Linked DNA regions of Mus musculus: regions 2, 3, 4, 5 and 6 are each linked to region 1. A link is a contact called in public promoter capture Hi-C and targeted proximity ligation data. All regions are on one chromosome and are shown on one strand. The core of a region is the stretch at or near the end of the contact, and the rest is flanking DNA. Distances in the headings are between cores, read along the strand shown.

Region 1 (4,102 bases), core at 1,032-3,531:
CCTGACAACTCTCAGGCATCCGAAAGCCAATTCCCCACTGTGCTGGTTAGTTCTACACCTAGGAAGATAGGGTCTCAACTGAGAAAATGTCTCTATCAGATTGCCTACAGCCAAATCTGTTGGGGACATTTTTATGATTAGTGATGGATGTGGGAGGATCCAGTCCACTGTGAGCAGTACCACTCTTGGGCAGGTGGTCCTAAGTTATATAAAAAAGCAAACCGGAGTAAGCCAGTGAGCTACATGCTTGTCTCCACACAATCCAAATGTGAGACGCCAAAACATAGGTGAGAGGTCCTGACAAGGAATCCCAGCGTGGACGGGGGCTCACCTGAATCTCCTCCAGGAAGAGGTTGGTCTCAACAAAGCGGTTGCTCATGAAGCCACCGGGTGCCCGGCAGTTCTGCAGGAAGCGGGCCGGGTTGGGACGTACTTTTGGGTTAGCTCCCACCAGTTCACAGTAATGGGTCACCAGGGATTTGGGGATCTGTAAGAGAAGATTCCGTGTCAAGGAAAGAGTAGTGGTGGGTGGCAAGAAAGAAGGGCCTAGGACAGAGGAGGCAGGCAGAGGCTGGGCACTTACCTTCCCAGGGTTGCGCAGGGCAGCTGCCCGAGGTAGAGACCCATTGAAAACTTCCCAGATGAGGCAGCCCAAGCGCCACATGTCTGCTGACCTGCAGTAACCCAGAGCTGTTCAGGGCTCCCTAGAATATGCTAGTGCTGCCTCCAACCTGCTTTAGGTCCCAAGCACCCGCTGCATCCCAGACCCTGGCTGCGTCCCTGAACTGAGCCCTCCGCCCCAAGGAGTTTGTTTCATTAGCCCCATTTAACAAAGACACCAAAGCTCAGAGAAGGACAGACACCTGCCTCCAACACACAGCTTTCAAATCCAGAAGCACCGAACACCCAAACTCTGTCCCTCTTAGCCAACCACCTCCTCCTGAGATCCTGCTTCCCCTGCCAGGCAGGCAGCAAGGGAAGGGGTTTCCCAGCGGGTCTAGGGGTCGCCAGAGTCCAGGAGCCTCAGTGCGGGCAGATCAAGGTACGGTGACCTCGGGCACCCACCACTTCTCTCTGACTGCTCTGCTACTGCTGTCAGCCAGCTCCGGGGGATCATACTGCTCGAGCTCCGGGATCCCCTTGCTGGGTGGTCCCCCGCCGTTGCCCTGTGCCGAGTACATGTAGTCCAGACCCCCAAGTTTCCACTCGCCAGCCCTGTCCACAAACACAGCGGCCATGCAGACATTATTGTGGATGAGGTTGCAGTCGTTGACCAGGAAGCTGAGGGCTTTCACGATCTGGTGTAACCCCCATGACAGCTCCTGCTCCTTCAGGCCACCTGCTTCTGCTCGTGCCTTGAGGTATGTTCCCAGGGGGGTCACAGCCTCTGTCACGATGTGGAGGCACTTTTCTGTCTGAGTAAGAAAAGGGGTATCAGGGCACGGTGCCAGAAGAGGAAGGGAAGATGAGGGGCGTGACAGGGAAAGAGGCAGTGGAGAAGATACCAAATCTGAAGCTACTGAAGCACTTGGGTACAAAGTGAGGGCCTGAGGAGAGTAAGATGGGTAGATCGGGCGACAGGTACCTCCAACCCATCGATATAGGCCAGGATGTTGGGGTGTCGGAGAGTTTTGAGGCGTTTGAAGGCAGCTTTGGCCACCTGGGTCTGCTCTTCAGCTCCCGGTTTCACATCATACACGAAGATGGACACTGCGCTGCCTGTGGCCTGGTGGAGGACAGACAGAGCAACCTGAGAGGCACGGGCCGGGTGATCTCTCCAACCTGCCTGGGCTACAGCAGCTCCGAGCCCATCTCCAAAACAGAAGGGAAGGGACTCCAGCCAGTCTCGCCCTAGGACAGCCCTGAAGGAGCTAGCCAGGCCCACGTGACCCCCGTCCGGTTTGCTTGTCCGTCCCTCGGTCCTTCCGCCCGCCACGTCGTCACTGCTCGCCCCGCTCCCCAGCCCGTTGCCGGGATTCTCGGTCGCCGCCACGTCAGGCCCGGCGCGACACAGCGAAGCCGGCATACATAGTAGGAAAGGCCGAGGTCGGCCGCGGCCTTCGGAGCAGCGCAGTATCTCACCTTTTTGCGGCCTCGGTGCAGGATCCAGGGCCCGGGCGGCCCGCCTTCGGGGGGCTCAGGGCTCAGCTCGAACGGGAAGTCCCGGACCGGGTCCCGGGCAAAGAACCACATCGTCGCCGCCGCCACGGGCTCGGGAGCCTCCACTCCGGGTCCTCCGGCCGCCCGAGCCGGGGCGGGGCGGGGCGAGGGCGGAGCCAGTCTGGTCTATGGGCGGGGTTTGAGTTGGGGCGGAGCTTTAGGGTGGGGCCTTGCGGGAGTGAGGCTGGACTGAAGGCAGACCTCCCTGGGCAGGGCGGAGCGTGACCGGAAGGGTGAGCCAAGATGGTCATCTGAATGCTCCCAACTTGTGGCCTTGTATAGATAGAAAAATTGAGTGTGATAGAGAGTAGTGAGTGCAACCGTTGTAGAATGAAGAGGGGAGGGGTTCAGGAAGTGAGCGTGACAATAGGGCCTATCTAAACCTGGGGGGGCAGGGGTGGAAAGAGATGGGGAGATAGAAAAGAAAGGCTACTAGTGGCAGGCAGTATGATTGGAAAGTAATAGTAGTGAGGAGAATGGTTATTGCTCTCATTTTTTAAGATATATTTATTTTATGTATATGACTACACTGTAGCTGGCTTCAGACACAACAGAAGAGGGCATCGGATTCCATTACAGATGGTTGTGAGCTGCCATGTGGTTGCTGGGAATTGAACACAGGACCTCTGGAAAAGCAGTCAGTGCTCTTAACCCCTGGTCTCTCCAAACTCCAATGGTTATCTCTTAAGCCAAACGCTCCTTCAACAGGCAATGGGCAGATTTGGGGTTCAGCGAGGAATTTAGTTACTACAATAAAGGTACTTGAGACCTTGAGAGTGGGGTTGAGGTGGAGATAGGCAAGGGGTGACACAAATGTCCTGAGAGGTCTGGGAAACTGTTGTTAGAGAAGTATGTCCAAAGTGGACATGGGTGCTGGCCAGAGTCCTGCAGGAGCTTGAAGCTGGGAATGATGTTTGAGTCACTGAGCTGAGCTGGCAGTTGGAACATGGCAAAGCCAGGAATAAACCTTTTCTTCCAGAATGTCTCTCAGCACCCTCTGTTGGCCCACAACCTCCTATAACTCCAGTTTTAGGAGCGCCAATACCCTGTGATAGTTTGTATATGGTTGGCCCAGTGTACTCCTATTAAGAAAATACCTCTGTGATGGTTTGTATATCCTTGGACCAGGGAGTGGCACAATCTGGAGGTGTGACCTAATGGGTGTGTCATTGTAGGTGTGGGTATAAGATCCTCACCCTAGTTGCTTGGAAGTCAGTCTTCCACTAGCAGCCTTTGGATGAAGACATAGAAATCTCAGCTCCTCCTGCGCCATGCCTGCCTGGATACTACCATGCTCCCACCTTGATGATAATGGACTGAACCTCTGAACCTGTAAGCCAGCCCCAATTAAATGTTGTTTTTTATAAGACTTGTCTTGGTCATGGTGTCTGTTCACAGCAGTAAAACCCTGACTAATACAGAAGTTGGTACCAGAAGTGGGGTATTGCTGTGATAGGCCTGACCATGCTTTTATTTGAAAGAATGTGGATTTTGGGACTTTGGATTTGGAAAGCAGTAGAATGCTTTAAATGAGGCTTAATGGGTCATCCTAGTAGGAATATGAAAGATTTTGTTGCTGGGAGTGATTTGAACTGTGTTGACCTGGCCCAAGAGATTTCAAAGGAGAAGATTTTCAGAATGTGGCATTAAGACTGGTTTTGTGGTATTTTGGTGAAGAATGTGGCTACTTTTTGCCCTTGTCTGAAAAGTTTGCCTGAGGCTATTGGTAAGCCTAGTTGGAGTGGAACACCCCAGTGTATTGGAGATGTCAGTACCATGGGATGATTACCAAGAACAGCAGCCATAGTGGAGTGGATCAACCTGAGCTTAGAATGCTACAGAGGGCAGAGCTGGAAAAGTGATGCCAGCCCTTAGGAGGAGTCCAAAAGATCAAGTGGAATCCCAGACACTGAAACAAGAAGCTGTAACATTGAAATTGCCT
Region 2 (4,102 bases), core at 513-3,012, 410 kb after region 1:
ATTCACCCACTCACAGTGACCCAGATAATGCAACACAGAGAAGGAGGAAGTGACTATGTAACAGTCTCTACCCTTGGAGACCTGCCTCATACCCAGGGCTGCGTTTCTGAGCCAGGCAGCTTTGCTCCCGGTGGCCCTGCCAGGCCCTAGCCCTGCCTGCTGGCTTTCCTGAGCAGAGGGCTGTTGCCTGGCAAGTAATTGGCCCTGGGAGTCCCAGAGGGAGCCGGGGAGAGACTGGGGAGGAGCCCTAGGTGTGGTAGGAAGTGAAGCTATAAAGAGGCTCCTCCCTCAGCTCTAGGGACCTAGGGATTATATAGGCAGCAGGGGTTCTTAAAGGAGACATGAACTATTCTGACCCTGTCTCAAGAGGATCCTGAGTCTTCAGGGTATTAGGTATTAGAGCAATGGAATCTCTGATCTACCATTCTGCCTCTCCTGCCTACAAGCCCACCCCTTTCCAAGGACAGGATTTGTCCTGGGAGTTCCTGTGAACAAAGGATCAGGGTATGGTTAGGCTTATATTTAGGCTAAAGGAGACAGGATAGTAGGCTGGCCTTGAACTCAGCTCTACCTGTCTCTGCCTCCCCTGACTTGGATTAGTGGTGGGCCTCCATGACCAGCCTTCTGTTTTTAGAGGCAGGGTCTCATGTATCCCAAACTCCTGTGTTCTCCAGGATGACTCTCTGGTCCTCTGCTCCTGAATGCAGGATTACAGGGAGCTCCAGCACCCGCTCAGATATGCGCCGCTGGAGCCTTGTGCATGGTAGGCAAGCACCCAACCAATGAGCTACATCCCAGCCCATGAGGTCCTCTTTAGATAAAACAACTCCACCCCTGAGATCCAGTTTCCTAAGCCAGTAGGTGCTTAATGGCTCTAAGTATGAAGAGGAGGCATGTGGAAGGGCTGAGGGTGGGGAGGGACAGTCCTTACAGAGGGAACAGCAGGTTAAGCAGAGAAATGCAGAGCTTGGACAATGGAGAGCCATGGGTCCATCTCCCACAGATGCGGGCCCATCATCACCAGTCCAGCACACTAGGCTGTGTAGGCAAGGATGCCAAATTCCCTAATGATTCAGAACATAAAACCCGACCAACAGGAAGCAGAATACCATGACTGATCAAGCATCCTGACTTCATAAATCCTTTCATTTCCTGGTTGGATTAAATCAGACTACAAAAGATCTGCCCTAGGGTCTGGCAATGAGGATGAAAGGCAAGCATACACCACAGTGCTGTGTATGGAGAGTGCCTGGCACAGAGGAGAGACCTCAAAGTAGTTTTACCCGACTGGAGCAGGTGCGCAGGTGGGAAGAAAGCAATGCATGCGTAAATCTCAGTGTAAAACGCTCTTGGGCATCCGGCACATCATTCCCAGAACCTACATGGTGGAAGGAAGCAAAATGCTGCTTGTAAAACACACACACACACACACACACACACACACAAGAATGGGGTTTTTTGTTTGTTTGTTTTTGGAGACAGGGTTTCTCTATATAGCTCTGGCTGTCCTGGAGCTCACTTTGTAGACCAGGCTGGCCTCGAACTCAGAAATCCGCCTGCCTCTGCCTCCCCAGTGCTGGGATTAAAGGCGTGTGCCATCATGCCCGGCGCGAGAAAGGTTTTTTTCAAGAAACAATAATAGTAGTTAAGGGATAGGTCATGAGGCTGCGCGTGACGCTCAGAAGTTAGGTGTTCTTGCGCAGGCTTCAGTTTTGTGAAACCCCGCCCTGCCTCAAATCTGCGCGTGCGCGGAGGATTTGGCGGGAAGTTCCAAGGCTTCGCTTGTGCACATCAAGCTAAAGGCCGAGTTCAGAGGAGACCGACGAGAACCTGAGTCCCTGGCCCGCAGTCTTTTGACTTCGACGTCCTCTCTTGGAAAAAAAAAAAAGATTTCTGAGCAGAAAGTCAAGCGTGGCCACCTTTCTGAGGTGCTGGAGGAACCCTAGTCAGTGTGCGAGCGACAAGTGTGGCTGTCAGCGCCTGAGCGCTTCGAGGCTGAGGTAACCGCCGCCCCGCTGCTGGTGTCCCCGGGCTTTGAGCGGGTTCCGCCTTGGAGGGAAGTTTCTGGGCCGGGCCCCACACGCAGCCTCTGGAGGACCCTGGTCCCTGAGGCCTGGCTTGGGGATTGCCCAACCCGGCCGTTGGCTATAAGGCCTTGAAGGGCAGGCTGGGCACTGGTGCAGACTGGAAGCTTGAAGAGGGTGGAGAGCTGGGGTGGCAGTGGCAGGGAATGGCCGCCATGAGCCTCCAGAGGGTAACCAGCTCAGAGATGATGAGAGCTATGTCTTCTGGGCTAGTGAGGAGTGCTCTTCAACCCTCTCATGTCCAGGGTGGTGCCATGTTTGCCTAGGACACCGATCCAGCTTTCTCAGACACTGCCCCCACCCAGTCCTTCTGTACAGAAACTTCCAGATAGTCAAAGGAAGTGTTCATTCTGGCTTTTAACTACTCCCTAACCCAGGTTTAATAGCGGCGCACACACACACACACACACACACACACACACACACACACACACACACGACTTTTTCATTGACATGCTTCCTGTCACATGTTTTGTTGTTTTTTTCTTGTGTTTTGGTTTGCTTTGCAGTCTTTGTTGCTTGGTGGTTTTGTTCATTTCTTTATTTTTTGTTTGTTTTGTTTGTTTGTTTTTGGTTTGGATACTCATGGAATCAGGGTCTCATGTAACCCAGGCTGGCCTGAAACTCAGCACATAGTTAAGGATGACCTTGAACTTCTGATCCTGCCTCCACCCTGAGTGCTAGGATCATAGGGATGGACTACTGACATATTTTCTGGGGCTGGAGAAATAGCTCATAGATTAAGTGCGCAGGTTCCTCTTAGAGGAACCAGATTTTGATTCCCAGCACTCATATGGGGGTCCACAGCCATCAGTAACTTCAGTTCCAGGGGATCTGATGTCCTCTTCTGGCCTTTGTGGGCACCAGGCTCAATGTGGTGTACTGACATATATAGAAGCAAAACACTGATATACACAAAATAATAATAGAAACAATTATATTTAAAGAAAAATATTTGGAGAAATTTCTTTCCTAAAATCCCCTGTTTCCCCAGGAAGGGCGTGTGTGTGTGTCTTTGGTTAGGTGTTCAGGTAACCGGGTATCTCTCAGCAAACTGGGTTTGCTTTTTTTTTTTTAACATTTCTTTTTCTTTTTTCATTTTCATGTATATGTAGTGTGTGTATGTGTATTCACATGTGTACGAGGCCTGAAGTTGATGTTAGAATTTGGCCTCCATTACTCTTCAACCTCACCAATTGAGGTGATGCCTCTCAATCAAACCTAGAGCTTGTGAGTGCAACCAGTCTTGCTAGGCAGCTTGCTGTGGAGATCCCTGTCTCTACCTCCTGAGGCTGGCATTCCAGCTCACCAGACATTTACATGGGTGCTGGAGGCCCTAACTTTGGTCTTCACACTTGCATGACAAACACTTTCATCTCTGAGCTATCTTGTCTACTTTCTTTCCTTTTTTAACAACAGGGTCTGACTCTTGAGCCCAAGCAGTCTTCACACTCATAACACTTCTCCTCCTTCATCCTCCTGAGGGCTAGGGTTTCAGGTGTGAGCCATGGTGCATAGCCACAGGAGTCATCTCTGACTGTCCCTGTCCTTCACCTGGTCAAGTCACTGGATCATGAGTGGGCATCTTTCAGGTCGCTCTACACTGCAGTTCTACTTTTATCACTAAAGACCATCCTACTGATAGCTTCTGTCTGGAACAACAGGAGTCTATGTAATGTGGTCCTGTTCATCTCTTGTTTTGAGTTGTCTTCAGTACTGTTCTGTTGCTGTGACGAGATACCATGACTAAGGCAACACTTATAAAAGAAAGCATTTAATTGGGGCTGGCGTACAGTTTCAGAGGGTTAGTCCATTATCATAGTGTCAAGCAGGCATGATGCTGGAGACAGAGCTGAGAGCTTCATCCTGATCCACAGGCAACATGCTGAGAGACACACAGGGCCTGACACTTCAAAGCCCATCCCTAGCAACACACTTACTCCAAGGCCACACCTACTCCAATAAATTCATACTTCCTAATCCTTCTTATCCTTCTCAAATAGTTTGTCAACTGGGGA
Region 3 (4,102 bases), core at 892-3,391, 390 kb after region 1:
GTAGTCTCACTGGTCTGGAAGTCCATCCACCTCTCAGGGAAGCTTGCAGGGCCATTTAAGGTTAAACATTACCCTGTACCCATCCCCGCCCGCCACTCCCTCTCCCTTCTGAAGATCAAGCCATAAACACCCCCCTTTCCTCTTCCTCTGGAGATGTGGTCTCCCAGGAGGAGGCGCCCCTGTAGACTGTCCAGTTCTCCTGGAAGCCCCTGGTCTAGGAAGTCAAGGAGTCTAGTTAGAACTGCAGGCTGAAGCAGGGACACTGGGCCCTAGTCTTCTCAATAGGTGTTTTTTGGGGTGACGTCATACCCAAGCTTCCTCCAGATTGTTCCCCTGTGGAGTTCACAGACAGGCTTAATGAGCCCCTCAGGTGCTGCATCCAGCCAGCGCCCTACCCTACCCGATGTCTGGGAGACAAAAATAATTCCAAGAAATGGGTAGCCTAGGTCAACCCATTTCAGCCCCTGCCCCCAGGGCTCTCAGAAGCAAGGTGATAGGGTCCTGCTGGCACGTCCAATCTCATCGACCCAACAGTTTCAATTATGAATATGTCAGCGATCCTAGAATCCAGATCCACTGCAAGTCTCAAAGAGAAGATGCACCAGGCTGGGCAGTGCTTTCTAATAGGGAAGGGCTCTCTTCATCCTGTTCCTCCCCTTCAAACAGCTCTGTGGACTAGGAATGACTTTATCATCCACAGCAAAGGGATCACACACAGAAGGTATGGATGATAAATTTGGTGGGCAGAGCACCAGGGCTCATCTCTTAAGGCTCAAGCTGGCTTCAGGACCAGTTCTAGAGATGGCAAAAGATTCCTGTGTTGCATAACTCTGGTCATTACAGACATCACGACATGGCAGACACTACTAATCAATTGCAGTCTTTTTATTTTTATTTACTTTACTTATTTATTAAGAGACACCGTCTCTTCTAACCCAGGCTAGACCCCAATTCTGTGTAGCCATAAACTGCCTTGTCCTTCTGGTCCTCTTGCCTCCATTTCCCAAGGATTATAGGCATCTGCCACTGTGCCCAGATTTAGCACTTTTTGTTTTTTAAATATAAACTTGGACATAAAGATTCCTTTAAAAGTTTTATTTTGTGGGCTTGAGAGATGACTCAGCGATTAAGAGCACTGGCTATTCTTCCAGAAGATCCAGGTTCAGTTTCTAGCGCCTACATTTTTGCTTATAAATATCTGAAACTCTAGTTCCAGGGGCTCCAGTGCCCTCTTTTGGCCTCTGAGGACACGGGGCATATATGTAGGGCAGAGACATACATGCAAGCAAAACACTGGTATGCATAAATTAAATTTAAAAAGTTTAAATTCTTCATCATCAGTGGGACAGGGTCTCATCATTTAGCCCTGGTTGTCCTGTAACTTACTCTGTAGACCAGGCTGGCCTTTAACTCAGATACCTGCTGGGCTCTGCCTCTGAGTCCTGAGATTTGGAGGTTCGTGCAGTCACGAGCACTATCACGCCAGCTCTGATTGTTGATTTTTTGCATGAGTCCAACATCGGTCTCAGAGAGTTTGGAGTGGTCGTGTTGTCACAGTTCTTTTGTTATGCCTGGGAACTTTTATATTTTGAGAATTTTTAGTTCTTACTATGTAGCCCAGGTTGGCTTCAAACTCATGAATGATTCTCCTGCCTCTGCTTCTCCAGTGCAAGTACCACACCAGGCACACCCAGCCGCAGGCCTGGAAATTTGCTCCACCCTACCCATACCCTTCATAGATAAGGAAACCAAAGTTCAGAGAAGGTGAATCACCTTCTCAAAGCTGCACAGCTCCAGTGTGGACTGTGAACCTGGACTTTCTCAGAGACTATGGGGGCTCCTTCACGCACCCCACCCCAACCCCGCTTTTCCTCTAGGTTCTGTCCCTGGCATCCTGCCAGCCCTCTCCAGGATACGGTCTTGTTAACTGCTCCCATCTACCCTCCACCATCCTTCTTCTAGAGAAGGGGCCTAACCGGAAGGCTGCTCTTGTTAGGAAGTTCCACCCACGTGAGTGAGCGTGAGCGAGCAAGAGCCAGGGATTCTGGGCAGCCCATGGTTTTAGGAGAAACTGAAACTGGGTGTGCTAGGGGCGGAGTGGCCACTGGGGATTTAAAGAGCCACCACTTCCTTGGGCCTCCATAGGTCACTGGGAGGGGACAGCTGCTGAGGGGACATCCAGGACCAGACTGAACCTCTTTTCCCCTTGCCTAAGCCATGCAACTCTGTGGGAGTAGCGAGCTGCTGACTGAGACAGTGAGTACAGGGGACTAGGAAAGAAACGCTATGGAGAGAGACAAGGAAGGCTGCAGTAAGGTCACCATGATCTGTGTGACCTGGGAACTGGGCTGCACACTCCCATCTCACGGTTTAGTTCCTCCTGGGCACTGGAATGACTTCCTGGCGCTCACACTGCAGACCAGTCTCCAGCTTTGAACTTGGACCCTGCATGCGTGCGTACTGCTTCCTCGCAATCCATTTGCTCTCACCTTGCAGCGTTTCCCAGATCCTTCCCTTCTCTCTCTAGTCTCCCAAATCACAGCTGCCTTCTTTCCTCGCTGACTCTGTCTTTCTCCAGCCTCTATTCTGGTCTGAAGTTTGCCCTGAGGAGGATATAGCCACAATCCAAGGGACATGCAGAGTCCTCAGCCAGAGTGGCTGGAGTCTTGCCTGAGGTGGAGTGACAGAGACAGGGTCCCGCTCTAGGCATTTGACTTCAAGTTCCATTTAAGTTTTGTGGTCCCCGGGGTTGGAGGGCTCAGAGCTCTCAGGAGCAGTCCTCTCTGCCCAATGGAATCTCCATCAGTTCTAGGCAGCCGCCCCACTGCCCTGTGAGTGAGCATGGAGTCTTGTAGATCTCTTCTGTGCCAGGTAGGTGACATTCCTGCTTTGAGGAAAGATCTCGTGTATCCCAGGCTGGCTTCAAACTCACTATGTAGCCAAGTCTGGCCTGAACTAATCCTTCCATTACATCTTGCCATTTTGCCTAATTTTATTTGTTTGTTTTGTCTCCTCTTCCTACTCCTCCTTTTTCTTCTTCTTTTTCCCACTTCTGTGCCCTTCTAGTTTTGTGCCTGGTGCATAGTAGATGTTTAATAAATGTTTGTTGAAGGGATGGGGAGATAGCATAGTCAGTGAAGTACTTGTCTCGGAAGCCTAAAGACCTGAGCTTGGTCCCTAGCATCCATAAAGCACCTGGTTAGGTGGCAAGCACCTGTAAGCCCAGCCCTGGGAGAGGGGCGCTTGCTGACCAGGCAGCCCAGTCTTACTGGTGAGTCCCAGACCAGTGAGAGACTATATCTCACAAACAAACAACAAACAAACAAACAAACTAGGTGGGGGCCAGTTAGGAATGCTCACTGCTCTTGGAGAGGACCCGAGATTGGTTCCCAACACCTTCACGGGGCAGCTCACAACCAAATCACCTGTAACTCCAGCTCCAGGGGACTTAACACCTGCTTCTGGTTTCCAAGGGTACAGACACTCACATGCATACACAGGTCACCACATATACACACAACTTAAATTAAAAGAAGGCAGATGGCTTCTGAACATGAATGATACTTAAGGCTGTCCTCCTACAGTGTACACACACACACACACACACACACACACACACACACACACACAGAGGAAATTAAATGTTGTTTCAGTAAGTGAGTGCCAGCCCCTTTAGACTGAGTTGAGGACAGGCACATGGGATCATATCAGACCCTGACCCTGCTGCCTTTGTGGGGTTGTGGGCTGGAAGATCATAGGAATGGCAGCTCACTCTGGGGTGTCTACTCTCACCTTCTTTCCTTCACTGTCTGTGGACAGTTGGGAAAATACCATGTGCCTCTGTTCTACCATTGAGATTATTGCACTCAGAAGAAGCCAATGCTGACTTTTGAGAATGTGTGTTTGAGGTTGCTATGGTCTGGGTTCAAATCCCACCCTCCCTACTTATTAAGTAAGCTGTAAGCTAGACACGGGGTAGGGCTGGCGTTACTGTAAGGAGTGCAGTGTCTTCAGGAGGACTGTTAGTGCCATGGGAGGGAGGAGACAGACTTTGGGAGAACAGGACTTCTTGAGACTAGGCTTGAGAAAGACAACGTTCCAA
Region 4 (4,102 bases), core at 435-2,934, 360 kb before region 1:
TTGTTTAGGGTTTTTTGTTGTTTGTTTTCAAGAGAGGGCCTTACTCTGTAGCCCTGGCTGTCCTAGAACTCACTCTGTAGACTAGGTAGGCCCTCCAACTCACAGAAATCTGCCTGCCTTTGTCTCTCAAGTGCTGGGTTTAAAGGTATGTGCCACCAAGCCTAGCTCTTGAGATGTGTTCTTGCTGTGCAACCCAGGCTGGCTTTGAGTTCTTGATCCTCTTGCCCAGGCTCCAAGTGCTGGAACTGTAAGTGTGTGCCACATTTTAATTGTTTTTAATTTTTTAAAAAATATTGACATTTTTACTTGATATGTATGGGTGTTTTACCCACAAGTATATCTGTATGTATATCACATGAATTCAGTGCCTGCTGAGGTCAGAAGAGAACACTGGATCTGGAAAGGAGTTACAGTTGTGAGCCTCCATGTGGGTGCTGGGAACCCAACCGAAATCCTCTGGAAGAGCAGCCAGTGCTCTTATCCTCTGAGCTGTCTCTCCAGCCCCAGCCTGATCCACACTCTGCCACTTTTGACCCTCATCCTTGTCAGAAGTATGAATGGATTCAAATTGGATTCTATCTATCTATCTATCTATCTATCTATCTATCTATCTATCTATCTATCTATCTAAGAAAGAGTCTAATGTAGCCCAGGCTAGCTTTGAACTTGCTATACAGACAAGGATAAACTTCAACTTCTGATCCTCCTGCCTCCACCTCCCTAGCGTGGAGATTACAGTGCTCGCCACTGTGCCTGGTTTATTTGGTGCTGGACCCTTAACTCAAGGCTTCTTGCATCCCAGGCACGCACCCTGCCTCCTGAAACGTGCTCCCGGTGCAAGGGTAGATTTCTTAGACTTTTACACTTATTTATCTATTTGTGGATAGGCTGGGGTGTGTGGTCTGGGATGCATGTGACCACTGGGAGGATAACTTATAGTCAGTTCTCCCCTTCTGCCGTGTGAGTCTCAGCTGTCAAGCTTAGGTTGACGTTATGTTTCGTGGCTCCTTTACCCGCTGAGGTGTCTTGCCAGCCTCTAGGGTAAATTTTGAGAGAGTGAGTTGGTAATGACATCAGTTTGGAAACAGCTGGTATCCTGCTGAGATCTCAAACCTGAAGCTACTAAACTGTCTTCTTTCCCTCTTCCTGTCCTCCTCCTCTTCCTCCTCCTCCTCCTCCTCCTCCTTTTTTATGTTTGTTTTTTTTTTCAAGACATGATTTCACTGTGTAACTCTTATTCGCGTTCTCACGACCGGCCAGGAAAGAACACAACAAACCAGAATCTTCTGCGGCAAAACTTTATTGCTTACATCTTCAGGAGCCAGGAGCGCAAACCCCCAGCCCCAAAAGCGAAAGCCACCCCAATCTTACATCTTTAGGAGCCAGAGCTCCGGCGCGCCAAAGCGCAGAGCGCGCTCTATTGTTTACATCTTTAGGAGCCAGAGCGCCGGGCGCGCAGAGCAAGAGAGAATGGCCGAAACCCCGTCCCCTTTAAGGAGGAGTTATCCTTCGCTTAGGACGCATCACTCCCTGATTGGCTGCAGCCCATGGCCGAGCTGACGTTCACGGGAAAGGCAGAGTACAAGTAGTCGTAAAATACCCTTGGCACATGCGCAGATTATTTGTTTACCACTTAGAACACAGGATGTCAGCGCCATCTTGTGACGGCGAATGTGGGGGCGGCTCCCAACATGTAACCTTGACTGGACTGGAACTCACTCTGTAGACCAGGCTGGCTTCAAACTCAAAGATCCACCTGCCCCTGCTGGGTGCTGGGACTAAAGGCCTGCACCACACGCCTGACTGGTGAATTGTCTTCTAATTCTAAATCTGGTACTAAGTGCTCTAAGAAAGCTCAAGAGGCTCACTGGTGTTGTGGTGGCCCAGGGCGTCAGTAGTGCCGTGACCTCCAGCAAGCGTATGGCCTGGCAGTGGAGACTGACTAACCCTAAGGTAAAAAAACGGATCCTGTGAGGGGAGCCCCCATAGAATGGGTCTGCGTGTGCCAGAGGGAAGAAAATCAGAGCCATCGAAACATAGGGGCTACCATTTGCTGAAGTTGGGGTCGATCTGGAAAGGTGTCCCAGAAAACACAGGCAGCACCCACAGATAAGAACAGCTTTTGTAGTTTAAACTCTTTAAATGTGTAAGGATGTTTTGCTTGCGTGTATGTCCGTGCCCCACATGCCCAGAGAGTCCAGAAGAGGGCGCTGGTCACTGAAACTGAAGTTACAGATCGTTATGAGCCGCTATGTGGGACCTGGAAGCTGAACCCTCTGTGGTACACTCTCCCATCTGTGGTACACTCTCCCATCTGTGGTACACTCTCCCATCTGTGGTACACTCTCCCATCTGTGGTACACTCTCCCATCTGTGGTACACTCTCCCATCTGCTGAGCATCTCTTCCTGCTGGAGTAGCTTTATCTTGCTGGAGTAGCTTTATCCAGCACCTGGAGGAGCCAGTCATGCCCACTCCTCCTTTACCACCGTTCTCCTCCCATCCCTTTACAATAGGAGAGCAGGAGTTTGGAGTAGAGGGTGAGGATAGGAAGGACGCTTCCCTCTGTGCTCGATGGTAGGGGCTCCACTGGCCAGGAGAGCAGCAACTGTGTTGTTCTAAATCAAGTTCAGAGAGGCGAACACAAAGTAAGAGTGAGTCAAGCTCAGAGATCTGACGGTGACGTAAAACCAGTCACTTTATTTTAAATCACTCATTCATTTGTTCTATTTATTTTTATTGTTATTGTGTGTGCATGATAGGAAGGGGGTGGCTACTGCCACAGCATGTATGTGGGGTCAGAAGTCAACTTTGTTCTCTCTTGCCACTTTCATGTGGGTTCTGGGAATTGAACTCATGTCATCCGGCTTGCACAGAGAGCACTTTCCCCATTGAGTCACCTCACTATCCCCTATTTTATGTTTTAGGGGGGTCACCTCCACTATCTTACTCTGCAGCTCAGGCTAGCCTCAAATTTTCTTAAAGGTGTGTGCCTTCATGCCAGGCTAGCAGAGATTTCTTTAGTGACTTTAGAAGACTCCAACACTGGCTGCTAATGGGAAGTCAGATGGGGGTGGGTCCAGAGAAGACACTCGTCAGGGAGACTGTCACACACTTGAGCTGAGGGGTGCTGAGAGAGAAGAGCAGAAGTCAGGATGCCTTGGGGTCAGGAGAGGTCACGGAGACCAGGCTAAAGTGACCAGCACAGAGATTGTGACTTTTGAGGTGGCGCACACCTTTAATCCTAGCACGTGAGAGCAGAGGCAGGCAGATCTCTGTTGTGAGTTCAGGACCAGCCTGGTCTACCGTGTGAGTTCTAGCACACTCAGGACTATATATAGAGACCCTGTTTCAAAAACAACAACAAAAGAGCAAAGACTGCTGGGTAAGTAAGGGCTCTCAGCCAAAGGAACAGTATTTCAACAAAAGGGAAGTGACTAACTGTGAGAAGAGCCACTGAGAGGTCAAGACAAGGACAAAACTTAACAAGTGAACTTGGCAACCTTACTTGCTCCCTAGGCCCCGTTCTCTAAGGCATCGTGTAGAGAGCTCATTACAGAGTCCAGCTAGGCAGAGTTAGGATGTGGCTGGGAGCTTCTAAGCTTGATGACCTGACTTTGATCTCTACATGGAAGAAGAAGGACCCACATGGAAAAAGAAGACAGATCCAAGTCCTCGGACTTTCACAAGTACGCCATGACATGCACAGCTTCGCGCCTTCCTTTTTGTGGCACAGGGTTGTTGTATGACATCATTTCTGGGGCGATAAGAAGAAGCATCCTCTCAGCCCAGATAGAACTAACACCGTGCCAAAGTAAGATCCCAGTGTGGGTGAGGGGTTACTTAAAAGAGCAGAAGCCACTGAAAAGGAGCTGCAGTAACAGAGCTGGTCCCCAGCAAAGCGGAAACCTGCAGCTCACTGCACAGCTTGCAGGCAGCTCGGCAGCTCCTTTCTGTGCTTTCAGACACGGCCTCACTGTGTAGCCCTGCCCAGCCTGGAACTTGTTATATAGACCAGGCTGACCTCGAACTCCTTCTGAAGCGATGGTTAAAGGTTTGTGCCACCATATCAGGCAAAAAAATGTAATTCTTAACAGTAATGA
Region 5 (4,102 bases), core at 847-3,346, 300 kb after region 1:
GCCTCTACAGTGAAGGCAGGACCTTGCCTGAGCCCCTTTGGAGCTCTTGGCCACCACCCATGTACCCCATGTACATGTGATCTTAACACAAGAACAGCTGGCCTGTTGTCAAGGCCACCAATGACAAACAAGGTGTTAAATCTGACAATCCCTGGAGGCAGTTGCCTGGTCCTTCAAGCTTCTCCTTAGCTGTCTTTGAAGTTGATTTTATATTTGGCCGCTACATCCGAAGCTGCACCTGCTTTCCCAGCTCGCTGCCTGCTTTGCTCCCCCATACAGCCTGTCATCACTGTGGTATAGATTTAGTTTTGTGGTGCTAGGGTTGGAATCTAGGGCTTTATGTACATAAGCCAAATGCGCGCGCTCTCTCTCTCTCTCTCTCAAGATTTTATATTAAAAACCCTCTTGTTCTATTAAAGCAAAACCATAGGTTCATAACACAGCAACATATTGGCAAATGAATGAATGAATGATTGCTGCCCACCCAGCAATGCTAGCCCACTCTGCTCTTCTCCTGGCCCAAGTCCAGCAGAATTAAGTCCAGCATGTCAGCATACCCAGCCAATGAGGCCAGGTCTCAGCTCACAGAAATATTTGAAGTCAAAGGAACCGAGGCGAGGGTTCAGCTCCCGTCCAAGAAAGAAGTCATACATGGAATTTCCTGGGGAACAACAGAAGGTGAAGGCACACCAGGTATGCATGCATCCCACCTACCTCATCCCTACCTCACTGGGACCCTTCTCACCTGAGTTTCCCCCAGGAGCCAGGGCTGAGGCAGGAGCTACCAAAGCCTTCGCATAGAGGAGGAGGCTGAAGATAAAGCTGGTGAGAGTGGTCGCAAAGGCCAAGGGCAGGAGCATTCCAGGGAGTGCCCCCAGGGGCAGCCCCACTGACACCCCCAGCCCCATCAACAGGGCTGTTAGCACCAGAGCCTGGAAGCCTGAACCACAGCACAGAGTGAGCCCTGGGGTGGCTTGCATACTTCCAAAGCCAACACACACACACACACACACACACACACACACACGCAGTTCTGGGAGAACATTGGCCATTGGCCTGGAGCTGAGTAGTAGCAAAAGAGGTAGATGCACGGCGAGGTTCCCATAAGGGCACAAACATGTCATCAGAGCTGGTCCATAAACCTCCCACCACCCTTGGAACCCACCCCAACCCATGTTAACTGCGATTCAGGGAGGGGGGGGAACCCCAGTCACCATTAATAGGGTAGCGCAGGCGACTCTTGTCCTTCAGTTCCAGGCCTTCGGCCACCTGCGGGTACAGGGCAGGTTTTATAAGAGCTGGGGATGACTTCCCAGGCTCCAGCCCTCCCTGCACCCTCCTCCCTGGTGTGTTAAAACAGATCACACACCTTGCGTGCAGGCAGCAAATAGAGCGCCACCTGCAGGCCGAGCCAGATGAACAATAGCAGCAGAGCCCATGGGCTCCACAGCTCCTCCAGCCCAGGCAGATAGGCCGGTAGGGCCAGGAGGCGCGCCGGGCCCGAGCGAGCCGCCAGGAGCAGGTGGAACATGGTGGCAGGCAGCAGGATCAGTAAAGCCGCGACGCCTGGAAAGAGGGCCACTGTGTAGCGTGACTGCTCCCAAGAGCTCTCTCAAGTCCTCGGGCGCCTTGAGTCACCTGCCTGCTTAGCAGTTTCCCAGCGCCATACTCCTATCTTAATTTTCATCTTGTTCCTCTGCCCTCTGGCATTCCCAAAGACCATCCTGCTCTCCCAACTGTCTTTCATTACACAAACTCCCCGCTGTGCTGCTGTCAGCACTCCCTCCTCTTCTGCAGACACCCCGACACCCGCGCACCGGATCCTTCTGCTCCGAGCCTTCTATAGAGCTCGTATCCTATCCTGCTCCCGTTAAGTGGCATCAGGTCAGCCTCCACCCCAAACCTTCCCATTTACCCAACGGCCCCCCGAATTCCAGTGGGGCCTGGGAGGCCTCACGAGAAGTCATGATCTCTGCTTTGCCGGGGAACAATGGTTCACAAAAGTCGATCAAGGAAACACAAACCGCCCCATGCCGGGTTATGGCTCTGCATCAGACACGGAGGTGGAAAAGCTGCTGCTCTTGTTCATTGATCTTTAAATGGACGCGCCCTCTGCCCACCCTGGGCCCAGCACAGTAGCCAATCAGCGCTGGGAGGCGGGCCCCATGCTGGCGCCTCAGAAGCTTCGGCACTGAAACCCAACCCGGGCGGGTCCCGCCCCTGCAGGCAAGAGGAAGGAGGAGGACACATAAGTTTATTAGAAGGATCCATGAACCCGCCAGCGGGGAAGGGCCTCTAGGATGAGAACAGGGCACAGGGAGGACAGGGCGATAGGGCTACTACGCGACTCGTTGGCAGATTCTAGCCGCGCTCGCAGATGACCTCGACAACACTAGGTTCCATGGGCACTGGGTCGGGACAGCGCAGAGCAGCTGAGGCTACTACTTCGTCCAGCAGCAGGTGCACTAGCTCCTCATCAGCCACAAAGCGCCACAAGTAAAGCTGCAGGAAGTGGCAGTCCACCTGCACCTGCTGCAGCCCAAAGCGCCCAAAGGTGCGTAGGCGCACACACTCCAGTAGTGTCTTCAAGCTGATCTTAATGATGCCAGTCAGCACCGACACCTGCAGGTGGACACAGGGATGCAGCTCAGGATTGCCGTCTTTTGGGGAGGAGGATACATCCAAATTCTGAGCAGAGGCAAGGGAGATAAAGACAGAAATTTCTAGGGCTCAGCTAAGAAGGGAACAATGCAATGTTGCCACCATAAAGGCGAGGGCAGGTAAACCCCGGTGGTCAGATCAGAGATGGGGCCTCATGAATACGATGGGCAGCAGTCACCACTGACTACAAAGTAAAATGGAGGAAAGATATTGCTGAGCTTGGGCTTCGGAGGGGCAGAGATCAAGATATGAGTGGGAACCCCCGATGACTAAAGACTAGTTTGGAGAGTAAAGTGTGGACAAGGTGGTTTTGCTCTGGACCTAGAGACAGAGATTACGTAAAGTGATCTTTAATTCTGCTCAGATGTGGTCCTAGGGCTCTCTGGGTTAGTGTGGGAGCCACCCTTCCCCTGGGATGTAGAGGAGAAGGTACTTCAGACCTTGTTGAATTCCACGGGGCTGAACACATCGATCCGTTCAGAGAACAGCTTCTGAATATTGCTCAGGAGGTTTGTGTCCATGGGAGCACTGGAAGGGGGAAAGAAAGAGTGAGAGGCCACTCTGCCCAGCCTCCCTCTTCTGTCTCTCAGGGAGGCTCCTAGCAGCCTGACCTGGGTGTGTAGCTGGGTGCATAGCGGCCCTGCTGCCGGGAGCTGCTGTACACAGAGAAAGTCCTTTTGCTTGAGTCACTGCTCTGGGCCTTCCGGACACCCTCTTCATACAGGAGCCCCACCTGGGGGAGAAAAGATGCGCTGCAAGGTCAGAGCATGGTTACTGACAAAACCTCCCCTCTCTGCTGGTTGAAGAATCCTAGGTATGGTCACCACCTACACAATCAGGGGAGTGGGAGCAAGGCAGGGAAAACCTAGTCTGAAACCCAGTTTTTAGCTCATCCCTGCTTCAGCTTTTTGGGTGACTTTGGGCCTGCACATCCCACAGGTATGAAATGAGGCTTCTAGTGGCACGACATGGGTACAGCCAGACCCCTTTTGTCTTGGTCCTTGGAATCCAGCATGCATTGGGGTTCCAGCAGCCGGCCTGTGGCAGCACCTGGACATCAATAGCTGTAGTGTCCTCCACCACACGCTTCATGACAGCACGCACGTTCCTAGGCTCCAGAGTACTGAGCCAGTCCCGGGTCTCCACACTCTTACGTAGCATCTGGGATATGACCAGGCCTTGCACCTTCACATAGTGAGTCAGCAGCCGCCGTGCTGTCTCTCTGGCCTCTGCACACAGTGTGCTCACGGGTGTAACGGGAGACTGGTCCTAAGTCACAAAAGCAGAGGACAAAGGTTGCAGGTATTAGAGACAGACCAGAAACCACCACCAATGAGGAGGTGAGCAAATCTTGGGAAACTGAGGCTGAGATGAGTGCAGACCACCAGTCTGGTTCCTGTGTTGACAGCATCATGCCCTTTCCCCTCTCCTGAGCCACTTC
Region 6 (4,102 bases), core at 589-3,088, 260 kb before region 1:
AAGGACTGGGCAATCTCTCCAGCTTTGCCTTTGAAATTGAAAGATCTTTTGTGAAGGCAGTATTTAATCTAGAGAATGAATATTAAAAAGAATTTTCAGAAAATATTGCCTGTACAAATCTGGGCACATTCATCAGTTTAATAATTCAACTTTCAGAACGCATTCTCAGTACCCACTCAGGAATAGCACCCACAACAATACCAGTAGGTAATATTTATATTTGGCCTTATAATATATTAGGCATTGTTCTAATAAATAAATTTATGGGGCTGGAGAGATGGCTCAGAGGTTAAGAGCACTGACTGCTCTTCCAGAGGTCCTGAGTTCAAATCCCAGCAACGCCATGGTGGCTCACAACCATCCATAATGAGAACTGATGCCCTCTTCAGGTGTGTCTGAAGACAGCTACAGTGCACTTACATATAATAATAAATAAATCTTTGGATCAGAGCGAGTGAGGCCGGAGCAAGCGGGGCCAGAGTGAGCAGAAGTCCTGAGTTCAATTCCCAGAAACCACATGATGCCTCACAACCACAAGTACAGCTACAGTATACTTATAAACATAAAATAAATAAATCTTTTAAAAAATAAATTTATGTATTTATGACAAACTCTCACACTGTAGTTCCAGCAGGCCTTAAACTCGTGGTTATCCTCCTGCCCCACCCTCATAAGTGCTGGGATTATATCTGGCTTCTAATCACTTTATAAACATGTTCTAAGCATACACACACACACACACACACACACACACACACACGGCATATGTACATATATACATCCTTTTACTATTGAGACAGGATCTCACTATATAGCCCTGGCTTGCCTATAACACTCTATGTAGACCAAGCTGGCCTTGAACTCATAAAGGTCTTCCTGTTTCTGCCTCTGCTTCTACCGCTGAAATTCCAGGATTAAAGGTGTGTCTCACCATGCCTGGCTATTTATATACATTTCTATATGAACATGTATAAACAGAAAGCCATGGCCAGCCCTCCAAATTCCATTTGAATCCCAAATGCCACTTCTTGGATTGTGTGACACTACCAAGGCAGGCTTTCTGCCCTCACTCCCCCCCTTCAAACACAGGCAGACTAGCTCTTTGCTGCAGCAGGACCCCTTGTCCTTGGTTTTCTTCTTGATGTCTATCTCTACTCTCACCCACTCTGCTTGACAGAGATGTGACTTTCAGAACACAGCACAGCAGCTCCATCCCCTATCTCTGTCCCAGCTCACTACACTCCTACCTCAAGTGAGAGTTGATGCAATCCAAAACAATGAAGCTCCCCAATAACTGCTGACTGAGGCTGAGAGGAATAAACGAAGAATGGATGGATGGTCTTACAAATATATAGGCACGAATACACAGGTGAGCCTGTAAACTCAACAGGACTCTCTCACCCTTCTCAGTCGCTTGCAGACTGCCTTGTTCTCCCCCATCACGACAGTACTGAGTTGATTTGGGGGAGGGGGCAGAGGCGGGATTCCATCTATGCAGGCTGGGACAAAAATCCTGATTATCTTTGCATCCTCAACCTGGCCCTATGCAGGGGCCTTAGAAGCGCCGCATTCCCGTGCTCAGATCTCTCTCCCTGCTTGGTATGGTATGATGAAGTGAGGTGGAGTAGGAAGACGTTTTATTTCCTTCCTTTACCTTACTCTCATTTCCAGCTTCCTGATGTTGCTCCTCCATGGTGCTCCTTAGCTGGGATATACAGGAATCCTACGACAAGCCACGGCCTGCGCGTTCCAAGAGCTTGGGTGAGGGAACCTTGTAGGGATGCTATCAGCTGACATTGACACTAGCTGCGGCCTCCCTGGGTGGGTCCCATTGCCCACAGCTGCTCCTTCTGATTAGACAGCAGTTTTACCACATGAGCCTCTATTGGCTTTGAGGCCTATCAATCTTACGTGGGCATTTAAGCGGCACCAGAAAGCCGGACCAGGATAGGCCAGGGCCTGAGGGTAGAGGTCACGTGTCAGTCCCGCAGGTGGACCCCTACGAATCCGGCCGTTCCGGGACCCGCCTTCTTCTAACGGGCACGAGCAGAGGCGCACATGCGCACTAGGGCAGCTTGGCGCCACCAGGCGGTGGGCGGGGCGGGGAGTCCGGAGGGGGGGCGAGGGTTGGGAGGGAGGTTTGGGTAGGGAGGAATGGGGAACTCGAGTGGGTCAGGGGGTCTAGGGACGAGGGCAGGCTGCAATGTCTGTGGAGAAAGCGCTTCCGTTCCAGTTTTCACACCCGGGCCAGAAAGTACGGAGTAAGCAGCTTAAGGAGCCGCGGGGACGCAATAAGGCCCGGATACCCCGCGCCCATATTCTTCGGGGGGACCAAAGGAAATCGCCACCGAAGTCACACTGCAAGAAGGCGCAAGTGAGAGAGAAAGAGAAGGTGTGGGTACCCTGGAATGGACTCATCGTGATTGGGAAGAGAGTGGAACTCTTGGACAGAAACGTGCAAAAGTCTAACCCAAAGTTGGAATCTGAGGACTGGAAGCTGGAGGGCACCGGGAAGAAGTTCTCAAGAGAGAAATCGGGCCTGCAACAGGAGGCAGTGGTCGCGAAGCTCCTGAGCAGTGTAAGAAGGGCGGTGCAGGCTCGAGCAAGTTTGGAGTATGACAGCCCAGAGATTTGGAGAGAGTTGGAGGATAGACTCAAAGCTGGTGTAACTACGAGTGCAGAGATGACTGCAGAGCGTGGGGAAAACTTGAAATCTAGGGACAGGTTGAGGACCACTGGAGGGGACTTGAGGTCCAGAGGGGATCAGCTGAGGCCGAATGAGGAACTGGAGTCTAGTGGAGAGAACTTGAAAAAACGGGTACCCATTGGAGACAAGGTGGTAGGCAGGGGAGAGAAGCGGAGGTCTTCTGCTGAAAAAATGGACAGTAGGGAGAGGCGGGGGTCTGTTGTAGAGAAAATGGACAGTAGAGAGAGGCGGGGGTCTGTTGTAGAGAAAATGGACAGTAGAGAGAGGCGGGGGTCTGTTGTAGAGAAAATGGACAGTAGAGAGAGGCGGGGGTCTATCAGAGAGAAGACGGACAGTGAAGAGAAGCGGGGATCCATTAGAGAGAAGGCGACAGAGAGTAGACAGAGGCGGGGGTCCATCAGAGAGAAGGTATCAGACAGTGGAGAGAGGCGGGGATCCATCAGAGAGAAGATGTCAGACAGTGGAGAGAGGCGAGGATCCATCAGAGAGAAGATGTCAGACAGTGGAGAGAGGCGAGGATCCATCAGAGAGAAGATTTCAGACACTAGAGAGAGGCGGGGGTCCATCAGAGAGAAGGTGTCAGACAGTGGAGAGAGGCGGGGGTCCATCAGAGAGAAGGTGTCAGACAGTGGAGAGAGGCGGGGGTCCATCAGAGAGAAGGCAAAGTTGAGTAGAGAGAAATTTAGATCCAGTGGAGAGAAGCTGAGAACTGGTGATAAAAATTCAAGATCCACTGAAGATCTACTGGAGTCAAATATTGAGGAGTTGGAGTCGGCTGAGGTGCAACTGAAAGAGCACTCGAGAACAGGAAGTGCCTCGGAAGAGACTATTGAAAGAGTGGTCAGTGTTACTGGTGGTGAAGGTGAGATGGAAAATCTGAGTCAGGAAATTCCTTCTGAAAGTGTAGAAGGGATGGATGGCCACGGAGGAGCCAAGACAGGGGCAGAAACTGATAGTCATGTCTTGGATGGAATGAGAGAGATTGCTGATGCATCTGTCCCTAAGGAAGAGCAAGACACACTTGGAGAAAGCCCCAAGGAGTCAGGTGGATGAAAAAGTGAAAGTGAAAAAGGAGATTGGAGTATCTCAAGTAAAGGAGAAGCTGGAGCCAAGGACTTTGTTGGTCTTGAAAGAGTGAATATGAATGAGGAGTGTGGACCTCAAGGGAGCATGGGAGCCCCTGGGCATGGAGCCAAGCCCACAGTGAAGAATGGCAGAGAGGACAATGGAAACATTTTAAGGAGAAAGAAACAATATTGGGGCGAATGCTAAGAAGGACACTGTTTCCTGCTTGAAGAACAGTTTGAGAAATGGGTCAAGGGTGGCTGGATTTTGACAGACATGTACATGGTCGGGGTAGGAGATGTAGGAGAAGGTCAAAAACAGATTATAGCA

What was found. Promoter capture Hi-C pulls out the DNA fragments that hold promoters and counts their contacts. Capture Hi-C pulls out chosen DNA fragments and counts their contacts.
Region 2: a contact with region 1 is called in a promoter capture Hi-C map of pancreatic islet. A contact is called at or near these places in 3 of 39 promoter capture datasets (hematopoietic stem and progenitor cells, neutrophils and pre-B cells), 1 of 130 datasets of targeted methods (large pre-B cells) and 1 of 9 other capture datasets (pancreatic islet).
Region 3: a promoter capture Hi-C map of pre-B cells shows a contact between it and region 1, with 4 times the contacts expected there. A contact is called at or near these places in 3 of 39 promoter capture datasets (hematopoietic stem and progenitor cells, liver and pre-B cells) and 1 of 9 other capture datasets (liver).
Region 4: a targeted proximity ligation map of extraembryonic endoderm stem cells shows a contact between it and region 1, with 6 times the contacts expected there. A contact is called at or near these places in 3 of 39 promoter capture datasets (liver, neutrophils and pre-B cells), 1 of 484 Hi-C or Micro-C datasets (B cells), 2 of 130 datasets of targeted methods (embryonic stem cells and extraembryonic endoderm stem cells) and 2 of 9 other capture datasets (liver and pancreatic islet).
Region 5: a promoter capture Hi-C map of pancreatic islet shows a contact between it and region 1. A contact is called at or near these places in 6 of 39 promoter capture datasets (the 3T3-L1 cell line, the SN4741 cell line, embryonic stem cells and 2 more), 2 of 484 Hi-C or Micro-C datasets (the HL-1 cell line and stem cell-derived neural stem cells), 5 of 130 datasets of targeted methods (SST interneurons, acute myeloid leukemia, large pre-B cells and 2 more) and 4 of 9 other capture datasets (adipose tissue, embryonic tail, liver and 1 more).
Region 6: a targeted proximity ligation map of microglia shows a contact between it and region 1, with 7 times the contacts expected there. A contact is called at or near these places in 4 of 39 promoter capture datasets (HPC-7-derived erythroid cells, the SN4741 cell line, embryonic stem cells and 1 more), 107 of 484 Hi-C or Micro-C datasets (the AML12 cell line, B cells, the BV-2 cell line and 54 more), 20 of 130 datasets of targeted methods (astrocytes, bone marrow-derived dendritic cells, bone marrow-derived macrophages and 11 more) and 4 of 9 other capture datasets (adipose tissue, embryonic stem cells, liver and 1 more).

What each region holds. Positions count from the first base shown.
Region 1 is chr19:5,769,138-5,773,239 of GRCm38.p6, forward strand. Scyl1 (SCY1-like 1 (S. cerevisiae)) reads right to left here and starts at 2,282. Exons shown (of 17, transcript NM_023912.3): 1 at 2,083-2,282; 2 at 1,586-1,726; 3 at 1,066-1,415; 4 at 584-674; 5 at 332-487. The coding sequence starts at 2,193.
Region 2 is chr19:6,182,583-6,186,684 of GRCm38.p6, forward strand. Majin (membrane anchored junction protein) reads left to right here and starts at 1,763. Exons shown (of 11, transcript NM_001165919.2): 1 at 1,763-2,000.
Region 3 is chr19:6,162,298-6,166,399 of GRCm38.p6, forward strand. Batf2 (basic leucine zipper transcription factor, ATF-like 2) reads left to right here and starts at 2,142. Exons shown (of 3, transcript NM_028967.2): 1 at 2,142-2,256. The coding sequence starts at 2,218.
Region 4 is chr19:5,405,131-5,409,232 of GRCm38.p6, forward strand. 4930481A15Rik (RIKEN cDNA 4930481A15 gene) reads left to right here and starts at 1,685. Exons shown (of 4, transcript NR_027938.2): 1 at 1,685-1,953.
Region 5 is chr19:6,065,754-6,069,855 of GRCm38.p6, forward strand. It overlaps Tm7sf2 (transmembrane 7 superfamily member 2), which reads right to left and starts at 2,097. Exons shown (of 10, transcript NM_028454.2): 1 at 1,916-2,097; 2 at 1,370-1,566; 3 at 1,215-1,269; 4 at 746-940; 5 at 558-661. The coding sequence starts at 1,967. It overlaps Vps51 (VPS51 GARP complex subunit), which reads right to left. Exons shown (of 10, transcript NM_001081041.1): 7 at 3,712-3,930; 8 at 3,273-3,394; 9 at 3,102-3,189; 10 at 2,089-2,622. The coding sequence ends at 2,362.
Region 6 is chr19:5,508,679-5,512,780 of GRCm38.p6, forward strand. Snx32 (sorting nexin 32) reads right to left here and starts at 1,839. Exons shown (of 13, transcript NM_001024560.3): 1 at 1,655-1,839. The coding sequence starts at 1,693. It also overlaps the pseudogene Gm31166.